Regions from separate parts of the Sus scrofa genome. Here all the other regions are linked to region 2. A link is a contact called in public Hi-C and promoter capture Hi-C data. All regions are on one chromosome and are shown on one strand. Each heading gives the region's core, a stretch centred on a gene start, on an enhancer-like site or on the middle of the called end of the contact. The rest is flanking DNA. Distances are from core to core; before and after follow the strand shown.

Region 1 (4,667 bases), core at 586-3,085, 390 kb before region 2:
GCAACTGCGGGTTTGGAGTGGCTTCGGGGGTATCAGCTTTCAGCAAGCTGATCACCTCCTTTTTTCTTTCTTGTTTCTGCCGTAAAACCTGAACCAGGCAGGGTTTTTTTTTTTTTTTTTTTTTTTAATCTCTGGATAATTAAAATAAATGGGCACCAGAGCCACAAAACAGGACTGGGACGCTAAAAAGACTGCTGTTACATTCAGAGAGGCGGGCGTCTCCGTTTTTTCTGGATGGTGGGGCACCCCTTGAGAAGCGGTGCCCTCCCTCCCCCCGGCCCCCGCTCCTCCATCCGGAGCCCCCCAGCCCAGTGGGGCTGCAATGAGGCCCCGCGCCAGGCAGGACCTCACACAGCCTCCTCTGTGCGCCCGGGGGCAGGGCTCCCTTTGAACCCTCAGCCTTTGTTCCGGCAACCAGAGACCCAGCCTCTGCACACTTTCTGCCCTGAGACCTCTGTGGTCACCTGGGCCTTCCCAGCCCGCCGCCGGCCTCCCCCCAAAAGCCTCTGCAGTACAGGTGAGCCCCAGCCCAGGACGAGCACTGACCCAGCAATATCACCCTCATTCGGATGCTGCAAAACCCACAGCTTCTGATGCACAAAAGCTAATTTTTAAAAATCTCTTCCACCGCAAATGTGATTTTTCTACTGACTAATTTGAAGACCTGCTTTTTAAAAAAGATCCGAGTTGTGGATACTCCCTTTCCCTTTCTTTAAAGCAAACAAATAAAAACTGCAGAGAGGGAGGCGGAGGCAAGCCCCACGCAGGCACAGGCCGAAGCCGAAAAGGCCAAGGTGGATTTCCCCCATTTCATATCAAAGAGCCCAGGGATGGCTTCCTCCAGCCAACTGGACCCCCCTTCGGTTCAAGTGGAAATGCTAAGGCGGGTCTCACATTCTCCAACCCTCAACTTCCATGTTAGAAAGTCGGACGTTAGCTTCATGTGGTCCTTGCTGTGTGTGTGCGCCTCACAGCTCCACGCATTCCAGCAGGAGGAAGCCAGGAAACCCCGGATTCGAGCCCGGGCGCCCGCCTCCCCCAAAGGCGCCGGTCCCAGCTAGCTTCCTGCGGGCCGGAGACACTCACCTGCCCTTGCATCTTGCCGTCGGCGCCCATGCAGAGGTAACGGCCGCTGCGCTCGCCCTTGATCGCCACGGTACTCAGCGCGACTGCCCTGATCTCCATCAAACCTGGGCGCGAAGACAGCAAAACACTGCAGCCGCGACCCGCGAGGCCCACCACACGTGGATGTGGTTGGTCGGTGTTCGGGCCCGTGCCCCACCCCCCAACTCCCCCAGTCCCTCTCGAAGTCTGGGGGCCCGGCGAGGGAGGAGGACACCCAGGTGCCAAGATCTGGCGTTCCGAGGAATGGGGGTCGGTCCGCAGGAGCCGAAGAGGGGCGAGGGGAGGGAGGGTAGCGCGTGGGTGCAGTAGGTCCAAGCACGCATCGCCCCCTCCCCCAGCTCCTCCTGCAGTCGGGGGATCCCGGGAGGGGGCGGAAGGGCCAAGACCTGGGGTTCCCGGGAGTGGGGGGCTGAGGGAGGTAAAGGCAGGAAGGGGCACTGTGGCGGGTGGGGGCCCGGCGGGCACTCACTGTGCGCGCTCTGTCCCGGCGCGCAGTCCACGGGGCCGTCTGAGTGGATGCGCAGGAAGCAGCTGGAGACGCCGTGGGGACTCGCAGTGTACAGGTGCCGCAGGCGGACCGACTCGCCCCAGCCGTAGTGCACGTGCGGCCCAGCATCCGAGAAGGCTAGGGGGCGCCCGGCTGCGGCCAGCCAGAGGCCGGCCAGGACCAGGGCGCGGACCACCGCGCACCGGCTCGGAGCGCTCCGCATCGCGCCTCCCTCGGGCTCGGGGCTCAGGGCGCAGTTCGGGAGGGTGCGAGAGGCTGGGCGGCCGCCGAGAGGCCCTGCGGGGCTGAGCGAGCGGAGGCGAGAGCAGCCGTGCGCTCCCGGGCACCGGGGTGCTTAGCGCTCCTGCTCCGACGGCGCGGCGGCCCGAGGCCGGCGACCTTATATAGCGCGTCTGTTACCCGCCCTGGAAGCCCGAGACGCTAAGCATTTCTTATCGAGATTGCATCAGCCCTCCGCCCCCCAACACACACACCCACTCACACTCCGCCTCCGCCCAGCCCCTCCCAGGGCCCTGCCCGGGTGACCCCGCCCAGGCCGCCCCGATCTGAGGGAGGAGGAGGCCCCGCTTTGCTGGAGGCTTGGGGGGGTGGAGGCTCCTTCCCGCGCGCGGGGACGAGGCTGGAGCCAGGTCGCTCTCGGCTGGGCGAGATTGATTTTATAAAGAAATCTAGACGACAACGGAGCCCAGCCCCAGGCCACGGGGTCCCCGGGGAATGCGCTGGTCGCGGGGCGCTAGCAGGGGCGCGCAGCAGGCTTCCTGGGGCCGGAGACTGGGGGGGGCGGGGGGGGGCGGGGGACACTGAACTTCCCAACCCTTCGCTCCCTGTGGGAAAAATCTTGCCTCGGCTTTGGGGCCTTTTCCCCTAAAAAGCCACATCCACTCCCTCCCACCACGGTCCCAACCCCTCGAAACTCCAGAGGTAAAGCCAGCCACCAGAATGTCCCCTGCAGCTCCGACCCTCTGTGTTCTCTGGCTTTATGTTCTCGCGATCCCTGCCCGCAGCCGCTTTTTACCCCGGTAAATTGTCCCCCAACTGGGGGCCGAGCGCGACCTCGGCTCGCGGAGGAACAATGGAATCGCCCGGGCGAGCGCTAGATGGCGCTTCAGCCCCGGTTTCGGCCCCGGCTGGCTCTGCGCCCAGTCGCCGTCCTGCCTCTGCAAAGACGGAGGGACCCCGGAGATCGAACCTGGCAGGGCGGTCGTGGCAGGGTGGGCTTGCGAGCTGCAGACTGGGAAACTGACTTTTTTTTTCGGGGCGCAGGGAAGGTCCTCCGCTTTCGAGGTGCCTTTTGTAGTAGGTCTGGTCCCGGGATCCCCGGGCGCGCTGTTTGCAGGGTGGGGAGACCGGGAGCTCCTTACCTGGTGGGGAGGGCAGAGCGGCAGTGATGGGCCCTGCGAGGGTGGGGCCACCTCGATGAAGGGCCTCCCTCCGCTAATGAGGCTCTGAAAAAGGAGCCAGCATCCAGAAGATGCCCTGGCGGGAAAGGGGGTGTTTGTCCTAGAGGGCTTTGGCTCAACACTGATTCTTCCTCATTATTCCTCCAACCCCTGCGCCCTCCCCGCTCCTGGGTGTGGGGCCCCAGGAGGCTGGTTTTGGGGAAAAGCCATGCCGCTCAGGGCAGAGGCGATGGGAGGGCAAACCGTGGAGACACAGGAGAGAAAGCGGTGCCAGGCCAAGTGAATTTCAATGAGCAAAGGCCATGTTCATGGCCCAGTCAGTGACTGGCGTTAATGACGATCGTGCAGAAAATGTCACCGGCAAAGTCTTTACAAAAAGACATCATCTCGAACGCTGTATAGGCCGGGGACCCCCACGCTGCGTGTCTTGGTTCAGAAAGCCGCGGCTTCTGTTAAATCTAATTACTTCCCCCCTGTGGCTTTAAATCGACAGCGGCTCCTATTAAACTTAATTACCCTCCCCTGCAGCTTTCGCTTTAAAGATCCTGGATAAATGCGGGGCATTGAGGAGGGAGGGAGGGTCGAGGCTGTGCTGGGGGCCCTGCCCCACATGGGGCTGAGGGAGGGGGGCCAGCAGCCTCCGGTTCCACCCCCCACCCCTCCGCTGCCCCCTCCTAAGGCCTTGGTGGGAAAGGAGTAGCCACAGTGACCAGGGAGCTCAGGAAGCTGGCAAAGGCGGCAGCTTCCTATGCCCAGGCCTTGTTCTGAGCACGCGATGGGTACTCTCAGCTTAACCCCCGCTGGCACCCTGCCCTCCCCCGCTGAACAGACAGACGGGGGGCCCCAGGAAAATGTCCGAGTGACTCTGGAATTTGAACTCAGGGCTGCCAGGCTTGCAAATCCAGGCCGAGCTGCTGCTTTTCAGGGAGTCCGTACGGCCTCCTAGCAGGGGCTCTGGGCCCAGGGTCAGACCCTCTGGAGTGCAGATCCATGCTCGGCCACTCCCTGGGCAGGTCATGGACCGCCTGGGCCTGTTGCCTCCTTGTGTCTGCTTTGAGCCTTGAAGTATGGGGGTGGTCACACAAGAGAGTGGACAGAAAGTCCCTGGGCCATACTTCATGAAGAATGACAGCCACTCCGAGTTCCCTTCGTGGCTCCGAGTCTTCATGGTTCATGGTTAACGAACCCAACTAGGATCCATGAGGGTGTGGGTTCAATCCCTGGCCTCCCTCAGTGGTTAAGGATCTGGCATTGCCGTGAGCTATTGGTGTAGGTTGCAGACAGGCTCAGATCCCGAGGTCTGGTGGCTGCAGCTCCAATTCGATCCCTAGCCTGAGACCCCATATGCCACAGGTGTGGCCCTAAAAAAAAAAAAATGACAGCCACGCGCTGAGGCTGCTGCTGTGTACCTGGCATTGCATGGTCATGGCACTGCTCTGAGAGTTTAGGTGACGAATAATTCTGAGTTTAGGTGATGAATCTGAGCTCTATGTGAAGAAACCCGGGCTTACAGATGTGGCCAGACGGCCAGCAAGGGTTTGCACCCAAGTGCTCCCAGTGCTGGGCCTGGGCAGGCTTGCTGGTACCCCTGGTCTGCGGGCTGGGAGGGATATGAGAAAGACCGCTAAGGATGG
Region 2 (4,943 bases), core at 896-3,395:
TCTCCCCAGTGAGTCTTTTGTTTTTTGGGTTGTTTTTTTTTTTTTTTTTTTTTTTTGTCTTTCGTGCTTTTAGAGCCGCACCCGCGGCATATGGAGGTTCCCAGGCTAGGGGTCTAATTGGAGTGATAGCCGCCAGCCTACGCCACGGCCACAGCAACACCAGATCTGAACCGTGTCTGTGACCTACACCACAGCTCACCGAAAAACTGGATCCTTAACCCACTGAGTGAGGCCAGGGATCAAACCCGCAACTTCATGGTTCCTAGTTGGATTTGTTTCCACTGTGCCACGACTGGAACTCCCCCACTGAGTCTTTTGAAATGTAACTCAGGGAGTTCCTGTCATGGCTCAGTAGTTAGCGAACCCAGCTAGGGTCCATGAGGGTGCGGGTTCGGTCCCTGCCCTTGCTCAGTGGGTTAAGGATCTGGCGTTGCCGTGAGCTGTGGTGTAGGTTGCAGACGCGGCTCAGATCCCGAGTTGCTGTGGCTCTGGCGTAGGCCAGCGGCTACAGTTTTGATTGGCCCCCTAGCCTGGGAACCTCCATATGCTGCGGGTGCACCCCTAAAAGACAAAAAAAAAAAGACCAAAAATAAATAAATAAATAAAATGTAACTGAGAACTCACAGCATTATCGACAATGGTCCAAAAGGCGGAACAAACCGCAAGGTCCATCCACTGACGACTGAACACACAGATACGGTCCAGCCACACAAGGGAACAGAGTACTGTCACATGCTTCAACGCGGATGACTCTTGAAGATGTCACGCTCATTTAAAGAAGCCAAGCACAGTGGATTTCCCCACCCGCGCAGTGGGTTAAAGATCCAGTGTCATCACTGCTGTGGCTAAGTTTCAGTCCCTGGCCTGGGAAGTTCTGCAATGCTGCTGGTGCAGGGGGGAAAAAAAAAAAGGCACAAAAGACCAAGCAGTGTATGGTTCCACTTACACGAAAGGTCCAGAAGAGTCAAATCCAAAGAGTCAGGAGTAAATTAGCGGTTGCCAGGGGCTGGAGAAAGGAGTGGGGAGGGAGGAAGGAGGAAGTGACTGCTAATGGGTACCAGGTTTCCACCTGGGTGATGAAAATGTTTTAAAATTAGCTAATGGTGGCAGTTACAGAACTTTATGAATATACTAAAAATGACTACATTGTACACTGTAAAGCAGTGAGTTGTAGGGAACGTGAATTGCACCTCGATTTTATATCTAATATACATTAATATATACATATTCATTCCCCACCCCTACCCCCAGGTAACTTATAAAAGGCTTCACCCCTCCTCTCCTCCCCTGCAGGGGCTTATCTCTGGAGCAGTAAAGCCCAACCTGGCGGCTCCTAATTCCTGCCTTCCCCTTGCCGACCACGCCCTGCCTCCCAGGCTCGGCTCCCGCCACCTCGTCCCCCTCCCCGTGCCTCTGCCCTGGCTTCCGCCCCGCCCCGCCCTCTTCCGGGCTCACCTGCGCACCTGCCTCCTCTTCCCCGCACCTGCAGCAGGAGGCCGACTCTGACCCCGCCCCCCCGCCACACTCCCATCCCCCCCTCCCCTTGGCCCTGGGTCCTGCTAACTTCTGTCTTGCTGACCTGTATTACGTAACTTTGGGTACTGATGCTGTAAGCTCCGGGCAGGGGGGAATTCCGCACTTTGTTCCCAAATTTGTCTCCAGAACCTACTGCGTGGCAGACAGTAGGCGCTTAATAAACGTTAATAAGCATTCGAAAATAATGACGGTAACATTAAAAATCAAGTATTTATGAAACGCTAAAACCTCTGAAGTTTTTACTGCACACAGAAGTCCAGGGGGCACCAAAGGACAGGCCTTTTCGCAAATGTTAATAGAGAAATGCATTTATTATCGGCATCCGCAGTGCAACACTCCACAGGAAACGAAGGCGGGTGCCCCCCAGCAGGGGCCCTAGCTCTCGGGACCCCCAAGGCCACACAGGCCAACCCGGAGGGAGAAGGTCGGCAGGGCGCAGGCGCAGAGGCCGTCCCAAGGCCCCTCCGCCAGCGTGTCCGAAGCGCCCCCTTGCGGCCGCGCACGCCTCCCGGGAGGAGCTGTCCACGGTTGGGCTCGGGGCGCATGCGCGGGTCGGGGGCGTTCTCGCGAGAGAAAGCGGGTTTGCGGCAGACTTCCGGTGGCGGGGCGCAGGGCGGGCAAAGTGGGAGCTGCGGCTGCCAGACGGAGGAGCTCCGGCGCGTGAGGAGGCGGGGGACCCGGTCTGCCGGAGCGCGGGCCGGCGAGCGGGCAGCAGCCCGCACCCGCCGCCATGGACCCGTTCCTGGTGCTGCTGCACTCGGTGTCGGCCAGCCTGTCAAGCAGCGAGCTGACCGAGCTCAAGTTCCTGTGCCAGGGACGCGTGGGCAAGAGGAAGCTGGAGCGCGTGCAGAGCGGCGTGGACCTCTTCTCCGTGCTCCTGGAGCAGAACGAGCTGAGTCCCGAGCACACTGCGCTGCTGCGCGAGCTGCTCGTCTCCCTGCGGCGCCAGGACCTGCTGCGGCGCCTGGACGCCTTCGAGGCGGGCGCGGCGGGCGGGGCGGCGCCGGAGGAGCGAGGTGGGGGCGGGGGCCGGGGGTCGCGGGGGGCGGGCGGGGCCGGAGGGGCGAGGTGGGGCCGGGGGACGGGGTGGGGGACGGGCAGGGCGGGGCCCGGGAGGCGGGCGGGCCGCGCGGGGGGGGTGGCCCTCCAGTGGTTTCGCTATTCCCTGCGCCTAATCTTTTCCGGATTCGGTTTGCTTTTCCGGGTTGTGTTTTCTCTGAGCATTCCTGAGAGCCGGGTGACATGCCCGCTTTGCAGATAAGAGAACGAAAACTCCGAAAAGCTAACGTTTCCTAGGCTGTTGAGCACGGACACCCACCCCAGCCTCAGTGTTTTGTCCCGGTGTACATATTAGAAGTTACTCGAAAGAAATGGGCGTCGCTCACCTCCCAGGTGGGGGAATTCGGCCCTCCTGGGCATCCTCTGGGGGGTTTGTCTGCCCAGTTAATGTCCTTCTCCTCTGGCTGAAAATACTGTGATCATAAATCTTTAACAGGGGGCTCCTATTCCTAGGCGAGGGGCCGGAGTCAGAGCTGTAGCTGCTGGCCACCGAGCCTCCACTGCACAACCTACACCACAGCTCGTGGCAAGGCCAGATCCTTAACCCACTGAGCGAGGCCAGGGATCGAACCCTCATCCTCATGGATACTAGTTGGGTTCGTTACCAATGAGCCACAGTGGGAACTCTGCAGCTTATGTGTTTAATTTGCACAATGAGCCTGTTAGGTAGCATCATCTCTTACTATTCCTGATTTCCTATGGGAAGGACTGTGGCTGAGAGCGGTGTTAAGTGACGTGCCCAAGATACTCAGCCTGTAACTAGCAGCCCGTAGGGTTGAAGGGGGCCGCCTGGCCGCCCTGGGTGACTGTAGCCACCATGCTGCTTTTGGGCTTCTTTCCACCCTCCCTGCGCTTGCAGGGGCTTCCAGCAGTGAGAGACCCGAGGGTAGCTGGGATTCTCAGCCACCTCTGTGTTCCCAGAGCCCAGGGAGCCGGGTGGACAGTGCCTTGAGGACATGTCACAGGCCTGAAGCTGTGGCCTGGAATTAGTCATGTGGTCACTGACCCAAAAAAGGATGTAAATGTGACACCGCGGGCATCCTATTGGGACTGGTGCTTGCGAGTAGCAAGCTGGGCAGCACGACTGCCTGAGAGCAGCCAATTTCAGGTTTATACACAGACAGACGTACTAGGCACGCAGCAGTGCCGAACAAACAAGACAGGACACACAAATTGTTATCGAGGAGAATCAGTGAGGAGGGAGAATTCTGATCAAATTAAAAGGCAGCCCCCAAAATATAGCTCGTGACAGTTGAGGTTTATATGGTTTACGTCTGTCTGTTTTATTTATGGAGCAAGTTACACCGGAAGAATAACCGCTGGTCCAGCCGGGTTGATAAGGGGCCGTTTTTGCATAGCGGTTAAGAGGGGGCTCTGGCCCCACACCAGCCAGGTTTCACATCCTGGCTTTGCCGTTGTCCGGCTGTGTGACCTCCGGAAGTGACGTGCCCTGTGTGGATGGGCATGGTGACACAGGTGCCCCCGTCCCAGGGCTGTCCGGGCTGGAGGTGTTAGCACCCAGGCCGACGGCGGCTCAGGCCTCGGGGCTGGGGTGCAGCTTGCAGGAGCCTCAGCAGGAATCATTCCTCCTCCTCTCCTGCCACGTGAGTCTGTGGTGCTCACCCCAGCAGTGACGATGCAGCAGACGAGGACACGGCAGCCAGGGACCAGAGACGGTGTCAGTCAGGGCAGCTTCCGTACTAAGACGGAGGGCACATGTTTCTGGGGCCGCCCCAGCCCTCTGCTACTGGGTGACGGCGGCCCCCGCGGGAGGACCGCTTGCGGACCCAGCACCCTGAAGCCCATCGGGATTGCGGGGTTGCCCGTCTCCTCGCGCCCCCAAAGCTCGAGGAGTCAGCCTGTTCTTTCCCTCCCCAGACCTGCGGGCGGCGTTTGATATCATCTGCGACAACGTGGGGAAGGACTGGAGGCGGCTGGCTCGGCAGCTTAAAGTGTCTGACGCCAAGATCGACGCCATCGAGGAGAAGTATCCCCGAAACCTGACCGAGCAGGTGAGGGAGTCGCTGCGAGTCTGGAAGAACAGCAGGAGGGAGGACGCGGCCGTGTCCCACCTGGTGGATGCGCTCAGGGCCTGCCGCCTGAACCTGGTGGCCGACCTGGTGGAGGAAGAGCAGCAGGCCCGGGCCTCCCGGCGGGAGAGCGGGAGCAGCGACCCTGTGTCCCTCATTTCCTGGGACGAGGACGTGCCCGGGTCGGGAGCTTCCTGATGACCCGCTGCTCTTCCCAAGGCCCGAGGTTGACCCCGTCCTGTCTGCACCAGCACCGCGATGACCCAGCCGGGAGCCGGGATGAGGGCCGGCGCCCGCCCGCAGAGCCAGGCAGGACCG
Region 3 (4,476 bases), core at 1,797-4,296, 410 kb before region 2:
TACTCTGTGTATTAGAAAGGCAGGAGAAAGAGGAACGAGAAGATAGAATTTCCACACTGTTTGATCGGCGGTATTGAAAGGCCACGTGGCGCTCGAAGGCTTCCCGGACAAGGCAGGGGAGGTGAGAGGACTCTTGAGAAGCAACGACAACAGACGTTCATCCAACAGCAAGAACACACGTGGCACTTTCAACCCCCTCTTCTTGCAACCCTCCCAACAACGTTCACGGTCGGCCTGATCAGTTTCACCATTTTACAGATGAGGAGACCGAGGCGGCAACTGCTCAAGGTCACGGTCAGCCGTGGAAGCAGGACTCCTGGTCCCGATACCAAAGAAGAAAGATGTCTCGAGCTTTACCTGTCCTTCTCGGTGGCACAACTGTGCAGGAGACACCTCCAAGCAAAAGCAAAACCCTGGTAGCACCCGATCTGTGAGGTTACAAAACATGGAAGGGGAAATCAATACTGGCAGCTGCCCTTGATTCCATCACCAAGCTCTCAAAACAAATGGCGGGGGCAGTTCTGGAAGCACCTGTTGGGCACCGGGCCATGGAAGTCAGAGGGTCAAGTCATCCCTCCAAGGTGGTCCCACCGCACCCACCTCCCTGGGACACATAACCTCAGGGTCCCCGCCGACCCCATCAGGGTGGCCTGGGTCAGCAGGAGAACAGAGAGGAAGAGGCAGCACGTGACTCTGAAACGGGGCATTAACAACATCCCCTCTGCCTTGCTGGCTTGGGTCACGGGGACACGCAAGCAGCCCTCCGGAGAGGTTCACGTGGGAAGCGAGCCATCGAGAAGGGGCTCTTTCGGCCCCAGTCAAGCCTTCAAGTGACTGCAGGCCTGGCTGACGCTCAGCTCCAACATCAAGGGACCCTGAGCAGCAAGCTCCCAGCTCGGCTGCTCCCGGACAACAGAGTCTCCGCATCTGTGCGAGACAACAGACGCGGGCTGCCTCAAGCCCCCGTGTCTGGGGATGCCTCGTTCGGCAGCAAGGGACAGCTGGCACGGCCGTGGCGGCCGAAGACCCTGCCGTTTAGGGCCGGATACCCGTCAGTGGGGGCCGATCCAGGACCAAGGGCAGAGGAAAAGAAAAGCTATGCGTCTTATGGAACTGCACTGCAAGTCCAAATGGATGCTGTCACGTGACGCAGGGCACGCGCGCTCTGGGTGAGGGTTCAGCTGTGGCTCAAGACACAGGGCGGCACCGAGACACTCGATGTCACCTGGGGAGGCGGGGGACTGGTCTTCTCATTCTCCAGCCCACGCGGCTTCATCATCTCCACACAGCGACGTGCTGTGCGGGTTCCGTCCTGAGACTATTTCTCCATCGAAACTCCATCTAGTCTGCTGCCATCTTAAGAGGCCTAAACTTGTGGCTCAGTCACACTGCTCATCAAGGTAAACTGGAAACAAAAAGAAAAGGATTCCTTTCTAAGTGGGGGGCGTCCACACTCACCTCTGATCCGATTTTCGCTCCGTGGAACGTGCCATGCTGTCTTCCTTCGATTAGACCCAAGCCACTCCCTTCTTCGTAGCCTTCCTGATAGCCTTCCCCGTGAAACCTGCCCCAGAGAAGGAGCAAAAGTGTGAGCAAATAATCAAAAGAGCACTTTTCCCAGAAAAACGTTTCTCTTCCACCACAACCCAAGACCCAGCAAGACCCGACTCAGAACAGCAGAAAGAGAAGAGAATTCACTCAGGTTCCAAGCCCTGCTCCCTCCCTCCCTCCGTCTTTCCTCTGGCAAATCGCTGAACCTCCCGAAGCCCAGTTCACCTCTTCTATAAGGGGGGCTAAGCCAGAGAGCCCCAAATCTGGCATAACACCAGAGACACACAGGAAAATTCCAAAGATACAAATCCAGGAGCCTCCCCAGTCAGGGCAAGTCTGGAGTCAGGCCCAGGAAATCTACTTTTTGACATTTCTCAGCTGATGAGCCAGCAGCCAGGTCGCCAGCCTCCAGTTCTGTGAGTGGGTGAGCTAGAGTGCTGGGTCAAGGGCTTCAAAGCACTCTGCCACCTATCACAGGGCCTTCTGCCGCATCTCTGGAGACTGGCTGGGAGAAACGCCATCGGATCACCACGAGACGTACCATGACTGTGGGGCCTGTGGTATAATAAAGGCTGTGGCTTTGAGGGCTCAGCAGGGGAACGGACACCAGCAGAACATGCAGCCACCCCAGGGAAAGGAGCTTGTTGGAGTCCCCAGGGAGGAGCGTGTACAGCTCTCCCTTGCCGTTGTGTGGCTCTGGGAGTTGACCTTGCCTCCTGCCCTGAAAGACAGGATGACGGATAAGATCTACTTTACAAGCAGAATTAAAATAGATAAAGGGGTTCAATACTCTGCTCCCTGTCCCATTCACAGCAAGCTCCAGGGAAACGTCAGCGGACGACTGTCTGATGTTCCCTCTCTCTCCCAACTGACATCTACGGATGTCTCTGGCGGGCCGGGCGCTGGAAGACTGCACAAAGCAACCCCCGGCTCCCCCCGGCACGGCCCAAGGGGGAAAGGACGACGCCTGACACATTTATCAGCTTGTCTGTGAATGCTGCCGTATGTCCGACCCCTGAGCAACAAGCGAAAAGGGGCAGCGCCCAGATGGCAAAGCCCGTCCCACCCGCGGCCCCGGCGTCCCTGGAGGGAGGCACTCATTAGGCCGAGCAGATGCGTGGGGCAGCCCCGGGCCGGGGGAGGCGGGTCTGGAGGAGCAGCTGGGCGCTCCCCCGAAAAGCCGATGCGTAAAGGAAAATCAAGGGCACCTCGGGCTCCCGCTCCAGCCGCCTTCAGGACCACTTTGCGCTCCCCCAAGGCCCGAGCGGCCGCGAGCGGCCCGCCAAGCGCGGGAATCCCAGCCAGCCCCGCCACTCACCTCTCATCTGCCATCACGATGGCGTCGAACATGTCCTGAGTCCCGGCCATGGCGGCAGCCGGCCCGCCCTGCCCGTCGGCCCCGCCGCCCTGCGCTACGGCGCAGACCCGGGAAGCTCGGACTCGAGGCCCGGCTGCTGGCAGAGCGAAGCCCACTTCCGGGAACGCCGCGCGGGGCAGGCCGGGTAAGGACGGCGCGCGGGAGGGCTCAACACGCGCCGGCGCGGGGCCAGAGCGCGTGCGCGGCGGCGGCGGCGCAGGGCGGAGCTGAGTCGGGGTGCGGCCCCGCCCCGGGCCCCTTGGCACTGCTCCCAGCTCTCGCTGGGGGCTGCTCTGTCCCCGCCCGGAGCAGCTACCTGCCCGCGGGGACAAGACTCGTGATCTCATTGTAACAAAACCAAGTAGATGCAACCAAACTGCCAAAAACGGCTCGGAATGAACCAGGGAAGAAACGGGAAAAGTTATCAAAGAACCAGCGCCTCCCCAGGTTCCAACAAGGATGCTGTGCCCTTGGGTTTGTGGGGGAGAAGTTCCAGGAAGGGCAGTTCCCGGGATGCAGGCAGCACCCAGGGACGGGGGCCCGGTGCCCCCGCGCTCGCCGACCCCGACCCACAGCCCGGGGCCACCTTCCGGGACGCCGTCAGACTCCCGCCTAAAATGCCACCAAATCCACGTCCGCAGTAATCCAGGGACTGCGGGACCTTCGTCCAAGAAGCGCAGGGCTGACTCGACCCCCGGAGATCTGAAACAGCCGCTGTTGGCAGGGAAACAGCCTGGTGGCCTCGCTGGGAAGGGCATTAGTAAATATTGGCATCCGTTCTTGAAACTTTATAGAGTCTTTTGAAAAAATAAAAGTTTGTGTCTTGATTCTTGAGATTAGTTGTTGTTAAAGCAAAAGCATAATGATTCATAATTCATGAAGAGTCAGAACAGACTCAACGGAAGGGTTTGAGCGACCGGTGCGCTTGCTCAAGCAGCAAGCATACCCCCTTCTCATCCTTTCCATGACAAGATACTTTCTGAACGCGGTTTTTATTTTATTTTATTTTTTTGTCTTTTTGCCATTTCTTGGGCCGCTTCCGTGGCATATGAAGGTTCCCAGGCTAGGGGTCCATTCGGAGCTGTAGCCACCAGCCTACGCTACAGCCACAGCAACTCGGGGATCCCAGCGGCGTCTGCAACCTACACCACAGCTCACGGCAAGGCCGGATCCCTAACCCACTGAGCAAGGCCAGGGATCGAACCTGCAACCTCATGGTTCCTAGTCGGATTCTAACCACTGAGCCACGACGGGAACTCCCCTGAACACGGTTTTTAAAAGGTACTTCAAACTATCAATGACAGTGGAGCATAGATAGGAAATACCAAATGCATTCTGATTAAAATCAGAAGTAAAACAGGATGGCCTTCTTTTTATTTTCTTTTTCTCTTTTTAGGGCTGTTCCCACGGCATATGGAGGTTCCCAGGCTAAGGGTCAAATCAGAGCTGTAGCTGCCAGCCTTCGCCACAAGCCACAGCAACACCAGATCTGAGCCACGTCTGCGACCTACACCACAGCTCACGTCAATGCCAGATCCTTAAGTGAGGCCAGGGATCGAACCTGCATC

The links. Promoter capture Hi-C pulls out the DNA fragments that hold promoters and counts their contacts. A called contact is a pair of places that touch in the nucleus more often than the background predicts.
Region 1: a Hi-C map of mesenteric adipose tissue shows a contact between it and region 2, with 4 times the contacts expected there. The contact joins the promoter of FGF19 here to the promoter of FADD in region 2. A contact is called at or near these places in 2 of 5 promoter capture datasets (fetal skeletal muscle and liver), 17 of 47 Hi-C or Micro-C datasets (alveolar macrophages, brain, embryonic fibroblasts and 12 more) and 2 of 2 datasets of contacts at active chromatin or transcription factors (alveolar macrophages and skeletal muscle).
Region 3: a promoter capture Hi-C map of fetal skeletal muscle shows a contact between it and region 2, with 5 times the contacts expected there. The contact joins the promoter of ORAOV1 here to the promoter of FADD in region 2. A contact is called at or near these places in 2 of 5 promoter capture datasets (fetal skeletal muscle and liver), 2 of 47 Hi-C or Micro-C datasets (epiblast stem cells and mesenchymal stem cells) and 2 of 2 datasets of contacts at active chromatin or transcription factors (alveolar macrophages and skeletal muscle).

Annotation. Positions count from the first base shown.
Region 1 is chr2:3,580,195-3,584,861 of Sscrofa11.1, reverse strand. It overlaps FGF19 (fibroblast growth factor 19), which reads right to left and starts at 1,835. Exons shown (of 3, transcript XM_003122420.3): 1 at 1,595-1,835; 2 at 1,087-1,190. The coding sequence starts at 1,835.
Region 2 is chr2:3,192,022-3,196,964 of Sscrofa11.1, reverse strand. FADD (Fas (TNFRSF6)-associated via death domain) reads left to right here and starts at 2,145. Exons shown (of 2, transcript NM_001031797.1): 1 at 2,145-2,552; 2 at 4,474-4,943. The coding sequence starts at 2,267. The coding sequence ends at 4,823.
Region 3 is chr2:3,606,175-3,610,650 of Sscrofa11.1, reverse strand. ORAOV1 (oral cancer-overexpressed protein 1) reads right to left here and starts at 3,046. Exons shown (of 5, transcript XM_021082685.1): 1 at 2,870-3,046; 2 at 1,459-1,564; 3 at 358-428. The coding sequence starts at 2,919.